2 separate regions of the Mus musculus genome follow, and region 2 is linked to region 1. Evidence: chromatin contacts called from public HiChIP or PLAC-seq data. All regions are on one chromosome and are shown on one strand. Each heading gives the region's core, a stretch centred on a gene start, on an enhancer-like site or on the middle of the called end of the contact. The rest is flanking DNA. Distances are from core to core; before and after follow the strand shown. Region 1 holds the start of L3mbtl1 (L3MBTL1 histone methyl-lysine binding protein). Region 2 holds the start of R3hdml (R3H domain containing-like).

The links. HiChIP or PLAC-seq counts read pairs in DNA pulled down with a chosen protein or histone mark.
Region 2: a contact with region 1 is called in an H3K4me3 HiChIP or PLAC-seq map of craniofacial prominence, with 5 times the contacts expected there. The contact joins the promoter of R3hdml here to the promoter of L3mbtl1 in region 1. A contact is called at or near these places in 1 of 39 promoter capture datasets (stem cell-derived epiblast-like cells), 1 of 115 datasets of contacts at active chromatin or transcription factors (craniofacial prominence) and 2 of 9 other capture datasets (embryonic stem cells and pancreatic islet).

What each region holds. Positions count from the first base shown.
Region 1 is chr2:162,939,456-162,945,943 of GRCm38.p6, forward strand. It overlaps L3mbtl1 (L3MBTL1 histone methyl-lysine binding protein), which reads left to right and starts at 4,010. Exons shown (of 23, transcript NM_001081338.2): 1 at 4,010-4,085; 2 at 4,973-5,138.
Region 2 is chr2:163,489,085-163,495,572 of GRCm38.p6, forward strand. It overlaps R3hdml (R3H domain containing-like), which reads left to right and starts at 3,234. Exons shown (of 5, transcript NM_001099331.2): 1 at 3,234-3,668. The coding sequence starts at 3,408. It overlaps Hnf4aos (hepatic nuclear factor 4 alpha, opposite strand), which reads right to left. Exons shown (of 4, transcript NR_027970.1): 4 at 4,720-5,074.

The sequences.
Region 1 (6,488 bases), core at 2,760-5,259:
GGCCCAGCAGGACAAAGTGAAATCATTGATGCTGAAGTCATTGACAATCTGGCTGGTACATATATGAATGTCAGAGACTGCTTTCAGGAGTCCTGTCTTGTGTTCTGGGAATCTGAACCCAAGTGACCAGAATTAGCAAGTTTTGTTAGCCACTGAGCCATCTCCTGGCCTTGGTGGTGGTCTGGTGAGGAATTGGGAGTATTCCCTCAGCAGTACATAGTTCTTCCCCTCCCAGTTTACCATCTGATGACTAGTGTACTGTACTGTGACTCAAAGGCATGAAGAGCAAACTCACTATAGGTGACTATTGGGACACTTCAGTGCTCAGCTTAGGAAGTTGGAGCTAACCAGTTGCATCAATGAATATAAAAGGAAGTTCTCAAAAGTTCCTAAACGAAGTCTTGTGTAATTGTACTGTCCCTTTGGAACTATTTAGCCAGCTTGGTGAAAGGTCACATGTTCATGCTTATTGCTAGCCTGTGCAAACAAGATGGACATGGGAAAGAAAAGGAAAGTCTTATTAGTCCAGCTTTCCCCCTCAATGGGGGCCTGGTTTTTTGCCAGGTGTCATTGCAAAGGCAAATGAGCACTTGAGTGTTTATGACCAAAAAGGAAGTAACAAGCAAGAGGGACTTGTAGCAGTGGGCCTTGAGGTTGCAGGGCTGGATTCCATTGTCACCCTGTCCTGTATCTGAATGCTTGATTCAGCTGGATTACCTGTCCACAGAGCATCTGGAACCTTGTACATTTTTAAAGGACCTGATCATACTGAGTCATGGCTGCCCCATAGTTTTTCCCCTCTATATAAGTTATTCTGCACTACTAAGACATCTCAAATCTCAGGCTTCCATGGCCTGTGGATGGGTTCAAAAACTGCTGCAGAGCCAGGGGCAGTGGTGGCCTACTCCTTTAATCCCAGCACTTGGGAGGCAGAGGCAGGCGGATTTCTGAGTTCGAGGCCAGCCTGCTCTACGGAGTGAGTTCCAGGACAGCCAGGGCTACACAGAGAAACAATATCTGGGAAAAAAAAACAAAAAACAAAACATAACCTGTAGCGTCGGCAGGCTTATGAGCCAAAATCATGAGCTCCCCTTCCTATGGTGACTAGCTTGGGAAAGCTCTCCGGCCATTGCTTTGGATTGAGCTCAACCAATAGACCCAAAAATAAAATAACAAAACAACCTAGACCAAAATGGGAGTCCAAGAGATGGCTCAACAGGTAAAGTCACCTTGCCACCATGCCTGACACAACCTGAGTTCAATCCTTGAGACCCACATCATCCAAAGAGAACTGCAAGCTGTCTTTGGACACACGAGCATGTGTGTGTGCTTACAAAACTTAGAATGTGTAAACACAATAAACCAAACTAAGGAGTTATGCCTGGTACAATTCTGTTACCAAGCCAAATTTCCAAACAGGCCAGTCTCAGCAAGATGGCTAAGTAGTTGAGAGCATGTGCTTCCCTTCTAGAGAACCCAGGTTCAAGTCCAGCACCCACATGGTGGTTCAACAACTTGGGTTCCAATTCCAGGGGATCCAGTCACACACAAGACCACATACATAACTTGCAGGTAGAACACTCATGCATACAAAGTAGTCTGAAGGTAACAATACCAGAACTGGGCTCAATCATTCCTGCCTCAGGCTCCTGAGTCACCAAGACTACATGAATATGCCTTTGTGCCCTGATATTCTCAAATTGTACATCTCTGTAGATACTATTTTCTCTACTGAACAGGTCTGATAGTTAAATGGGCACTGGTGTAGTACATTTGATTCTACAAGTGAATGACTTGGCCCAGGACTAGTTTTCTATTACCTTTCTGGCTTCCGTATGACTGCCAAGAGGGTAGGCCCAGGGAGATGGTGGAGCAGGTAAAAGCTTTTGCTGCACAAGCTTGGCATCAGTTGGATCCCTGGTGGAAGAAAAGAACTGACTTCCCGGAGTCTTACTCTGCTCTCCAGTCATGAGCCATGGGCATGTGCCTGCCTGCATGCACACACCATATATACAGAATACTTTGTAAAGGGTGGGGCAGGCCTAGAGTTCCAATGCAGATGGCTATGAGCTTAGGGATTTGATCTCCATGGATGACTGACTTGTCTCCACTAAGCGCTGAGCATCCAAGTAACAAATGATTTCTGAGCCCCACCCCAAGTGGCCTGTGTTTTCCTAGTCCTCCACATAGTCTTGTAAGGTTATCACAGGCTGATTTCATGGTCCCCAAACACCACATTTGCTGTTCAGCCAGAGCAACAAGAGCCCTAAACCACTGAGCGACCTCTCTAAGCCCTCTGGTAGTATCTTTATGCAGCCCTTGGGTTTCTGTTAAGATTACCAGTTTGCACAGTCTGATGTGTCTATAGAAGCAGAAACATTTTCAGGCACGAAGGGCAAACCCCTGGTCTTCTGAAATCCTTGAACTACTGAATCAGTGACTTCAGTTCTGATAGAAACAGGAAGTATGGGCTGCTTCCAAACAATTCCCTCCACACCTCTGTATGGCAACACCATCTGGGCCCACTCTTGGGAAGAAGGTGGACTATAAAGGAAACATTTGGACTTCCTCCTAAAAGCAGGCGGGAGCCCGCAGGGTACAGTGAGCATAGGGGCAGAGCTGCCCACATCACTTCAGCCTGGAAGGGTCTCTCCATCCCTGAGGGTGCTGGAATGAGCAAGTCAGGTATTAAGACCAGTGACTGTAAAAGAGCAAAAAGTAGCAACTGATGTCTGTGAGCTGTCTGGGTCCTCCCTGCTCAAATTCACTGCATCTGTTTGAATCACTAAAAAAGATTTGTAATTGAGAAACCATGTGTTCAAATAGGTTTACCACTTTAATACTTAACCATTTTGGAATCTTTAAATAAGTAGAGTCTGGATAGAAATAAGAAAACAGTGATGTGTGTATAAAGAGTCTTCTATGGATATGGTTATCTCCATCCTTTTCTGACTAATCTTGTTCCTAAAAATACAAAATGATTAAAACCATGGAGGCAAAGCAGAACACATGTAACGAATAGTTAAGATCTACATAAATTTAAACTTGATCACAGCAATTGGAAGAATATACCATTTAAATGAGTATTTTTCATCCGGGCTAAGTCTAAAGATTTGGCTGATGGCTACTACCTAAGCCAAATAGACCTGTTTTCTGCAAAATAAGGGAGTAGAATTAAAAATCAGTGTGTAAGCGGGAACTGGGGCGCTAAGAGTTAACCTCTTTCACATGGATCAGTCAATCAGAAGACATTTATTAGTACCCACTTTGCTCGGAACCGGGGATACTAAAAAGTGGTGGGCTTCCTTCCTAGAGTGCAGGGTCTCTTAAACTCCTGAGTTACTCAGGTCTCTGATGATACAGACGCAGTAGCAGTGCCAGAGTTAGAACCAATAAAAGTAGCGGTCTGGTAGCGACAGATCAATTAAGGAAATGGAAGGCACAAGAGGAGCCTTTTGCTTTGAGCACATTTGCTCAAATCGACACAAAAGGAACCATTCTCGAACTCTAGAATATGGCATAATAGTCTTCCAATGTTCAATGGAAGCGCAGAAGGTACAGTGATGTTTCCAGGGCACATCGTCAACTAATAGGTCATCCAAAGGCTGGTGCGGCTGGGGTGCTTGATGCCAAGCCAAGCCCATGGCTTCCTTGCTCTGGCTGTGCGTGCTCTTCACCCATCCTAGGAGTTCCCTGAAACTCCTGAAGTCCCCTTCTCCAAATGGGGAACCCGACTTAGGCAGGGTTGCAGCCTTGCCGGGTACAGACCAGCTGGAGGAGATCCATCAGGCTTCCTGCTTCTCCCGGCTCCGTGGTTCCCAGGATACTATAAAAATCTCCACCCACTTCTCCAGCGCAGCAAGCGGGTTTTACGGGAAGAGGCAATTAAGCCTGCACCCCCAGGCTCCGACGGAAAGCAAAAGCTGCAACCTGAGGCCATAGCCATGCAGACCCCCCACCCCAGCAAAGGAGCTCGGCGCCCGCTCTGCAGGGAACAGGCCCGCCCCCCTGTGTGCGCAGGCGCGCGCCGCACCAGGCTCCCACGGTCGGTCGCTCGGTGCGGGCGGCAACCGCTAGCCATGCAGGTAAGAACGGGGCAGTGGTCTCTGGCTGGGCGCTCCCAGGTCGCCACACCCCAATCCCGGTCCTCACGGCGAATCCTGGGGTCCCGCAGGCACCGCCCCAGGTCCTTTTCCAGCTCCTGCGGCACCGGCTGTGGGCTGGGGAGGTGGCTCTGCAGACTCTGGGCTGTGGCGCTGCAGGTGGGGGCTTGCTGGCTGCTGGCGAGCGAGCCCACTGACACTCTCTGCATCCAGAGCGGTAGGGAGGGCAGAGCCTCGGCCTTGCAGAGAGATGCTATCAAGAGTTTCCATTAATAAGAGGGTGTGGAGGGCGAGTGTGGGCTATCCATAGGCCATTTGGCAAACTTTCCACTGTAATTGATCTTCAATATTTTTAGCAGAAAACAGGATTTTAAAATTTTTGGAAATAAAGGGGGGGTGGGGGGTGATGTAAAGAATTCCGCCATTTTAGCGGTTAGAAAGTAACTCTTCTGCAGAGCGGACAGATCAGTGACCGCCCCTCCCGCGACTGTCTGCATTAGTCCCAAGGAGGTGGGTGGTGGTTTTGGAGACTCCAGCCGCTCAGGACTGCTTCTACCGGCTAGCTGCGGCAGAGAGCGAGCTGGGGGAATTCCCCACCCCACCCCCAAGTGTGCTGTGTGCATCCACCACTAGCTGCCCTGTTTCTCCAGCACCTACCACCGGGGCTTTTATTGGATGTCTGCTGTTTGTATTATGGTCTCAAAAAACTCTGGTGTGGTGTGTGTGTGTGTGTGTGTGTGTGTGTGTGTGTGTGTGTGTGTGTGTGTGCCTGTCTATCCATCAAAAACTCGACAGCAAGTGACAACAGCAGGGACACATTCAGAAATAGTTTATTGAGCATCTACTGTGTGCAACCACTCTTGTTTTAGGTAGGACTCCCTGGAATCATAGACTAGGTTTATGAGAGTAGCCTTGTGAAACCAACAAGATTGGGCAGAGATGTTGAAATGCTGGCGTAGTCCCAGCAGAGGCCTCAGCCTGAGGAGCAGGAAGCCCTGAACCTGAGATGGCCCGGAAGAGAGCCCTCAAATGAAGGTAAAGGCATGGGGTCTTTCTAGCCCTCTATGAACTAATCATGTATGGCTGACCGAGGGAGAGAGCACTTGAGAGACACTTCCCGGGCCAGTTGTAGAGAGCCTGAGGCTGATGGCTGACAGTTATCATTATGTTCCAGAAGGGTCTCACTCAATGCTTTTCTCTCATTGACACGGGTCCCCTTTGCCCTCCCAACATGTTTGGGTTCTCCAAGGCTCCACTCTTTTCCCTGTAGTCATTTCTCTGTTTCAAATACCATCGTCACACAACATCTTTCAAATCCGTCCCAGCTCCAACCTCATCCTTTATCTTTAAAGTATAAGCCTCATGAGAGCCCCTTGTCTTGGTGGCACCTATAGCCCCCAGAGTGCAGTGCAGTGTTGAGACCTGGACTTGCTGAGACCAGGCATCTAGCTGGATTAGAAAGGCCATCTTCAGCTTCTTCTGAGACACCTGCTACGTGGGGCTGGTTTTTGAAACAAAGTTTTTTGAATAAGCCACTCTTCTTGATCTCTCCAGTATTTGAAACAAGAGATTTGTCTGTTTGTTTATTTATTTGTTTATTTATTTATTTATTTATTTATTTATTTAATGTAAGTACACTGTAGCTGTCTTCAGACACACCAGAAGAGGACATCAGATCCCATTACAGATGGTTGTGAGCCACCATGTGGTTGCTGGGATTTTAACTCAGGACCTCCAGAAGAGCAGTCAGTGCTCTTAACTGCTGAGCCATCTCTCCAGCCCCAAGTAAGCCGGGCGTGGTGGCACACACCTTTAATCCCAGCACTCAGGAGGCAGAGGCAGGGGGATTTCTGAGTTCGAGGCCAGCCTGGTCTACAAAGTGAGTTCCAGGACAGCCAGAGCTATGCAGAGAAACCCTGTCTCGAAAAACTACAAAAATAAATAAATAAATAAATAAATAAATAAATAAATAAATATGATGCAAAGGTGGGGGTGGGGAGATGGCGCAGGGTTAAGAGCACTCGTTGCTCTTGCCTACCACCCAGGTTCAGTTCCCAGCACTCACATGGTGTCTGACAATCATCTGGAACTTCAGTTGGGGGGGGCAGGGCTGCTTGGGGGGGGGGTGCCGCTTGGGGGGGGGGGAATCAGAAGCCCTCTGGTGGCATCAACAGGTACTGCATACACGTGGTGCCCACAAACATTCCAGCAAAAGCAACCATACACGTAAAATCAGAGTAAATATTTCTAAGTGGTACAAACTCTTCAGCCATGAAAAGCAAAATAATTGGGACTGAAATTTGGGGGATTCTGGATTGCAAGTTTTAAACACTCGTTTTTTTTTTTTTTTTTGACCCTGTCTACCTGTTTATACCACAGCTTTAG
Region 2 (6,488 bases), core at 1,984-4,483, 550 kb after region 1:
CCCAGGACTGCCTTGAATTCAAAGCCTGCTTCTAGCTCCTGGGTGCTGGAATTAAAGCTGTGTGCTACCGTGCCTGGGCTCCACCTCATTCTTTTTATTATTTTTAATTCTCTGTGTGTGTGTGTGTGTGTGCGTGTGTGTGTGTTATGTGTGCATGTATGTTTATGTGCGTGCAAAGCTCAGAGAAGCCAAGAGATCTCCCTGGAGCCACTCACCGTGCATGCTAAGAACCAAACTCGTCCTTTGGAAGAACGGCGAGCACGCTTAACCACTGAGCCCTCTCTCCAGCCCTGTGGTTCCACTTTCTAGATGAAGAAACTGAGACACAGAATGACTGAGTAGCTTGCTGGTGGTCACGGTCACACAGCTAGGAATCATTGGGGCTGGGCCAGTAACCTAGGCTGTCTGGATTCAGCCTTACCTGTGACCCACCAAACTATATAGCCTCAGAGACCAGTCTCTGGAAGAACTTCCCTTCATTTGCTCCAGCCCAGAGAAGGCAAGAAGCTGAACCCAGCAGGAATAGAAGTCATTGAGAGAAAATAACCAAAAGTTCCTAATCCAGACCACCCCTAATGATTTCCTGCCCTACCCTGGCTATTTTTCCTGCTGAAAATCTGCCTCGAGGAAATAGATCAGCCTTATCTAGAGCAAAGAAGGCCTTAGTGCACTCATTTGTAGGATAGATGCATCTCTGCCTCACTCATGCCCGGTGTACTGGAACCATTGATGCTAAGCTCAAAAGCGAGGCTTGGGCACTTCCCATGGGAGTGGTCAAGGTTGGGCAACCAGCAGGGTTTGGATATAACTGGACAGTCCTCTATCCCCAAGAGCTAGGGCTTTTTGTGTCTGCTTTCTTGCCCTGTGGTGGGAAGGCCCTGCTCAGGTCAGGGATCACAGCCTCCCACAGTCTCCTTTAGTTTCCAGTGGGTCATTTAAGCGAGCTGGGGGATGCTGTGGCTGGGGACAGCTGCAGCAGGAGAGTGTGTGCTTTGGCAGCCGTGTTGTCTGGGCTGTGGAGGAGCAGTTTGAGTGACAGCCTGGAGCTAGGATTTCGAGTGTCTGGAGGAAGACCCAGTTTGAGTGGGCCAGCCCAAGTAGTTCCTGTACCACCAGCTGGGCAGGGACCTGCCACTTCCCAACTTGCTTCAGCCTGGGGGGGGGGGTCCTTAAAAACAAAAACAAAACAAAACAAACAAGCAACCCAAAAAAAACAAAATACACTTCTTTTTAGATTTTTATTATTTTATGTTTGTGAGTGATTTGCCTGCATGTCTGTCTGTCTGTACATCACTTGTGTGCCTGGTACCCTAAGAAGTGGTAAGCCTCCATGTGGGTGCTGGGAATCGAACCCAGGTCCTTTACAATAGCAAGCGCTCTTAACCACTAAGCCAACTCTCCAGCCCAGCCTGGGGGTTATTCATCCATTACCCTTTTACACACATCCCCTGTAAGTGTGACTCTCCTCGTATGCAAGGAATGATGGTTATTTATGCAGAATATGAGCAACCAAAGATGAGGAAAACAAATGCCAAATCTACAGCTTCAGCAACTCAGAGACCAGTGGAGATGAAATCACATCCACACACGTATGTACGGTCACACGTATGCTCATGCAGGCACCTGGATGTACATGCGAGGACACAGAAGCCCGCACGCCTACGGAGGTGCGACTGGACTAGCACACACACGACACACAGGTGCAGACAGTTAAATAAGAGCATGTATGAACATGCATGCACACACCCACAGGAAGCACACTGTGTGCCAGCTGCCGTTGTAGCTCCACAAACAGTGACTCATTGGCTCTCACAACAGTTTGACGAGGCAGGTGATGAGACAGGTGTCTCTATTCGCTCTTCTGTACCAGTGAGGATAAAACAGTTCCGCAAATCAACCGCTCATGGGCGCTTAGCAGTGAGTGGAATGACAGGGTCTGAAGCGCTTTGTTGTTGCGCACACACACACACACACACACACACACACACACACACACCATGCTGTCTGAGTGGGGTTCACCTCAGACATCTGTATTTTGTTTGACTACAGAACAGAACATCATTTGTTCATGCTAACAGGGCTCCGGGGAACAGACTTGGATTTGAACCTAGGCTCTACTTGAAGGCGCCTTTTTCCTTCACCTCTGGGAGCTTCAGAGTCTTCCTTTACAGAATGGTACAGAGAGGGGTTGTGGCGCCTCTGAATGTTGGCTGAGCTTGTGTGTGTAAAGCTCTCATCCCAGGGTGTGGCACATATTAGATGCTCATACCTGGACCGCCGTCATATCTGCCCACCCGGAGGCTACGGGCTTCCTTGGGAGAAGTCAGAACTCTCTCCTGCTGCCTTGTTCTACAAGGGTCTGGGATCTCCATGGATGCATGGGATTCTCCCTCCAGGATCCCTACCTCATCACTCTATCTCCAGCCAGCTGGCAGCTCAGCCACAGCCCCTGCACATTCCAGATGGCAAAGGGAGCAGGAGGAGAGAGCTGGAGAGGAAAGCCCACAGGAGAGGCAGGCGGGGCCTCACTCCCTGAATATGCTGGCTAGAGAAGGAGGGGGCTGCTGGCTGGGACATCAGAGGCCATCACTCCCCGGGGACCTTAAAGTCGCTGCACTACCAGAGTATTTGTAGAGGTCCCCTGACTTCTCCACCACCTCCTGCCACCTCCTGGGGCCACCTGTTCTGGGTATGTGCCCCCCAGAGAACCTGATGCCTGGTTTCCCCTAGCCTTTCCTGGCCTCTCCTCTCCCCTCCCCTCCCCTCCCCTCCCCTCCTCTCCTCTCCTCAATTCTATTTCCCTTTGCCTCCATTTCTGCCACAGTTTCTTTTCATGACAACTCTCTGCTCTTCCTTCTTCCTGTTTCTTTCGAATCCCCCTTTTTCTGTCTCCTTTTGTTTGCCTCTCCTTGTCTTTTTCTCTGACCTCCGATGTCCTCTCTGCCTCTGTCATCTTCTGCCATCTGACCTTCCCATGTCACCCCGTCCATCCTGAGGCCACTTCACTCAGAAAAGGGCCTGTCCTGCTTCTGTGGGCATCTACTGAGCCCAACATTATGGGATTGGTAAAGAAGGCATTTGGCCAGAGGGGATGGCCGTCTGTCTCCTGGACAGATGCGACAGAGCCCTGGCTTTGAGGTGGTGGCAACTTCCCACTCCCAAGCCCAGTCTGAATTAGCCACTGTCTGGGCACTTCTCATCACCTAACCCACTGAGTCCAGGGAGCAAGGAGGAAGGATTGAGTATCGGGACGAGAGCTGGGTCAGAGGATCTCTGCCAAGTTCCCAAGGAGCATTCTCCAGACTGGCAGTGCTCAAGGAGAGTTCTCAGGGTTTGGCCTTCTCATACCCACCTCTTCTAGGCAGCAGCTCTAACTGCACCAGACAGGTACACCATCCCAGACAGCTATGCCTCTTCTGTCCAGCATCGTGGGCCTCACAGGCCTTCTCCTTTGGATGGGTCACACAGTGGGGGCCTTACGGATGCCCAACACCACACTGGTCCAGGGCCGACCCAAGAACACAGCTGTGTGGCCCCTGTCTGGCCTGGGGGTGCCCCGGCACCGCCGGAAGCGCCACATCTCTGCTCGGGACATGAGCGCTTTACTGGATTATCACAACCACATCCGGGCCAGCGTACACCCACCTGCTGCCAACATGGAGTATATGGTGAGTCCCAAACTTTCCCTGTGCACCATCCAGCCAAGACCAGATTGTTCACTGTGGTCTGGGGTGGCTGGCCTTGAAGAGCTAGACCATCTGCCTGTCTGTCTGGCCTAAGCAAATGGTGAAAATGGGTGGTCCCTTTTACAGATTCAGAAAGAAAGGTCCTTGCATAAATCCTCAGTGAATGAGGCTGGGGTAGGGGGTGGGGAGAGAGGAATACTATCTGTAGAGGGCCTTGGGGCCCTTCACAGAACCCTCTTCCTTCAATACTGCATTTTATCTGTTTTCCAAATGAAGGAATTGAGAGTCAGAGGAGAGGTTTGCCTAAGGTCGCCCAGCCTGGATTGCAAGCCAGGTCTGCCTGCTGCTAAGGCAGGAGTTTCCAATAACACGATATGCGGTCTGAGAATTTTGTTCCACGCTGGGCATTTGCAGGGGGTAGAGACAGGAGCTTTCCAGGCTATTGTCTCTCAGCAGAGGGGGTTGCTTGACACACCCAGACCATTCATTCTGTGGAAGACAGGCAGGCACCAGGGTATCTTGGGCTGAGGAACGCCAGGAGCTGAATCTCAGGGCAGTCTGGGATGTCTTTTTTCAAAGAGTCAGCATTAGTGTCTCTCAGCTCAGTCTCCCAGCAGCCAAAACCCTCAGCATGGAGGAGGAATACCCTCCTATCTCAGCTCCTCCCCGGGACTATTGTCCCCAAAGCCTGGAGAGATAGACTGACAGCACACAGAGACTTCTTTAGGAAAAGAGAGAGCTGATAGACTCCCACCTGCCTAACAACTGGAAATGGGGCCCCTCTCAGTGTTCTCTTATGTACTGCCTCCTACTTGGAGCCCGATGCAGCACTAAGCCTTCTGGGTACTTCGGAGAACAAGGTTTTTTCCCTGAAGAACCCTAGAGTTTGGGGGAAGTGGGGGGGGGGGGTAAGAGAAACTAAAGTCTACAAGATACAGAGCCCTAATATCAAGTATCAGGAGGTAATTGTGAAGGGGCCAGACAGGAGCCAGATAGCAGGGAGCTGGGGGTTGGGGCGGGAGGCGTCATCTACTTGTTTGCTGACTTACTCATTCGTTTATTAACGTTGAAACTGCCACACAGAAGGCCCCCCAGTTCCCAAACAAATGACATATTTAATTGAGCACGGGCAATATCGATGGCACTAGCCCCAACAGGTGTTTACTTATTGCCTGTTGTATAGAACACTGGGATGGTGTCTCTCCAGGGATGCTGGGGAGGGTTACCAATGCAGCAGGCAGCAGCAGGCAGCAGCAGGCAGCAGCAGGCAGCAGCAGACAGCAACAATGGGGGCATCTTTAGCTTCCTTCAGTGCCTTCATTTCTTGTCTGCGTGGTGGCCTGTGCCCATGCGCCAGGTTGAGGCTAAGCAGCTCTCCCTCCTGAGACCTTCCAAGCGCCAAGAAGGTCTGGTCACTTTCCACATTCCCACATGCCCTGGGCTTGTGGTGCGTCATGTTTGTTTGACAGCTCATTTCCTTGCTAGACTGAGTCCTCGGTGCCAAAGAATATTGTTCAATATTTGCTGAGTGAACAATACTAACAGAGAGAATTCCAGGGAGTCAGAGTTAGGAGGAAACTGGGTTTGGGGGTTTTGTTAATATTTTATCTATTTATTTTTATGTGTGTGAAGGTTTTGCTTACATGTATGACTGTGCACCATGTGAGTGAGTGCCTGGTGTTCAGGGAGGCAGGAAGAAGGCATCGGGTGCCCCCAGGAACCGGAGTTACAGATGGTTTTGAACCTCCAGGTGGGAGCTAGGAACTGAACCTGGCTCCTCTGGAGGAACAGCCAGTCCTCTTAACCACGGAACCATCTCTCTCCAGCCCTTGTTTTGTTTTGAGACAAGATCTCGTCAGCAGTGGGAGGTGTTGTCAGCTGTGTTAGATTCCTTAAGTCTCAGCAGGTGGGAGACTTTAACCAGGCCCCGGGGGGGAGGGGCTCTCCTCTCTCCCCAACTCTCCATAACTTTCCTGTCTTGCTATCCCGCTTCAACCTCATGTAGCCCAGGCTTTCCTTAAACAAAAAGGTATATCAGCTTCTCTAGAACTGGAGAGTGAGTTGTTATATGGGTGCTGGGAGCCAAACCCAGGTCCTCTGAAAGAACTCTACCTGTTCTTTCCCCTTTAAGCCATCTTTCCAGCCCTAGGAGTTAGTATTTTTTTTAAGAGATATTTTTTTCCCAGTTATAAATTGTGAAGAATTTCCACACTGGAAACTTACATAACTATGAAGAAGGATAAAGAGGGGATTTAAAAGGTGTCGATGTGGAATACCCACTAGGGTGACCTGTCTTGTCAAATGAAAGGAGTCAAGTGTAGAACAGAGCACAGTCATTGTGTGTCTACATATCTGGGTGTACAGGGAGCATTTCAGGTTGGACACTGCTGGGGATGGATACAGGTGGCTTAGAGGACAGCCCAGGACATCCTCCAGAATGCTAGGATGAAAGGTATGCACACCACCTTCTGCTTTTATTTCTAATCTTAGTTCTTTGCAAGTTTCCATACTTTAAAGGAAAAAGGCCTTGAGTTGAGTTTTTAAATGAAAATACTGAGAACTTAAATTTAGTGATTCCTCTTCACCCCGAGCTCAGTTACTTGGAGGGACAACTGATAGCTACTAAATAAATGCCCCGGGGTTCCAGACTGAGCTTAGAGCTTTCAATTTGAGGTCTAGTGAGAAAGAAAGAACGTGGGACTCAGAGCCAGAGACCGGAGCACAGACCTTGGCTCAGCTGAGGATCTGTGCTTGACCTGGGAGTCTGTCTGAGCCTCTGTTTTCTGATCTCTTAAGTGGGTG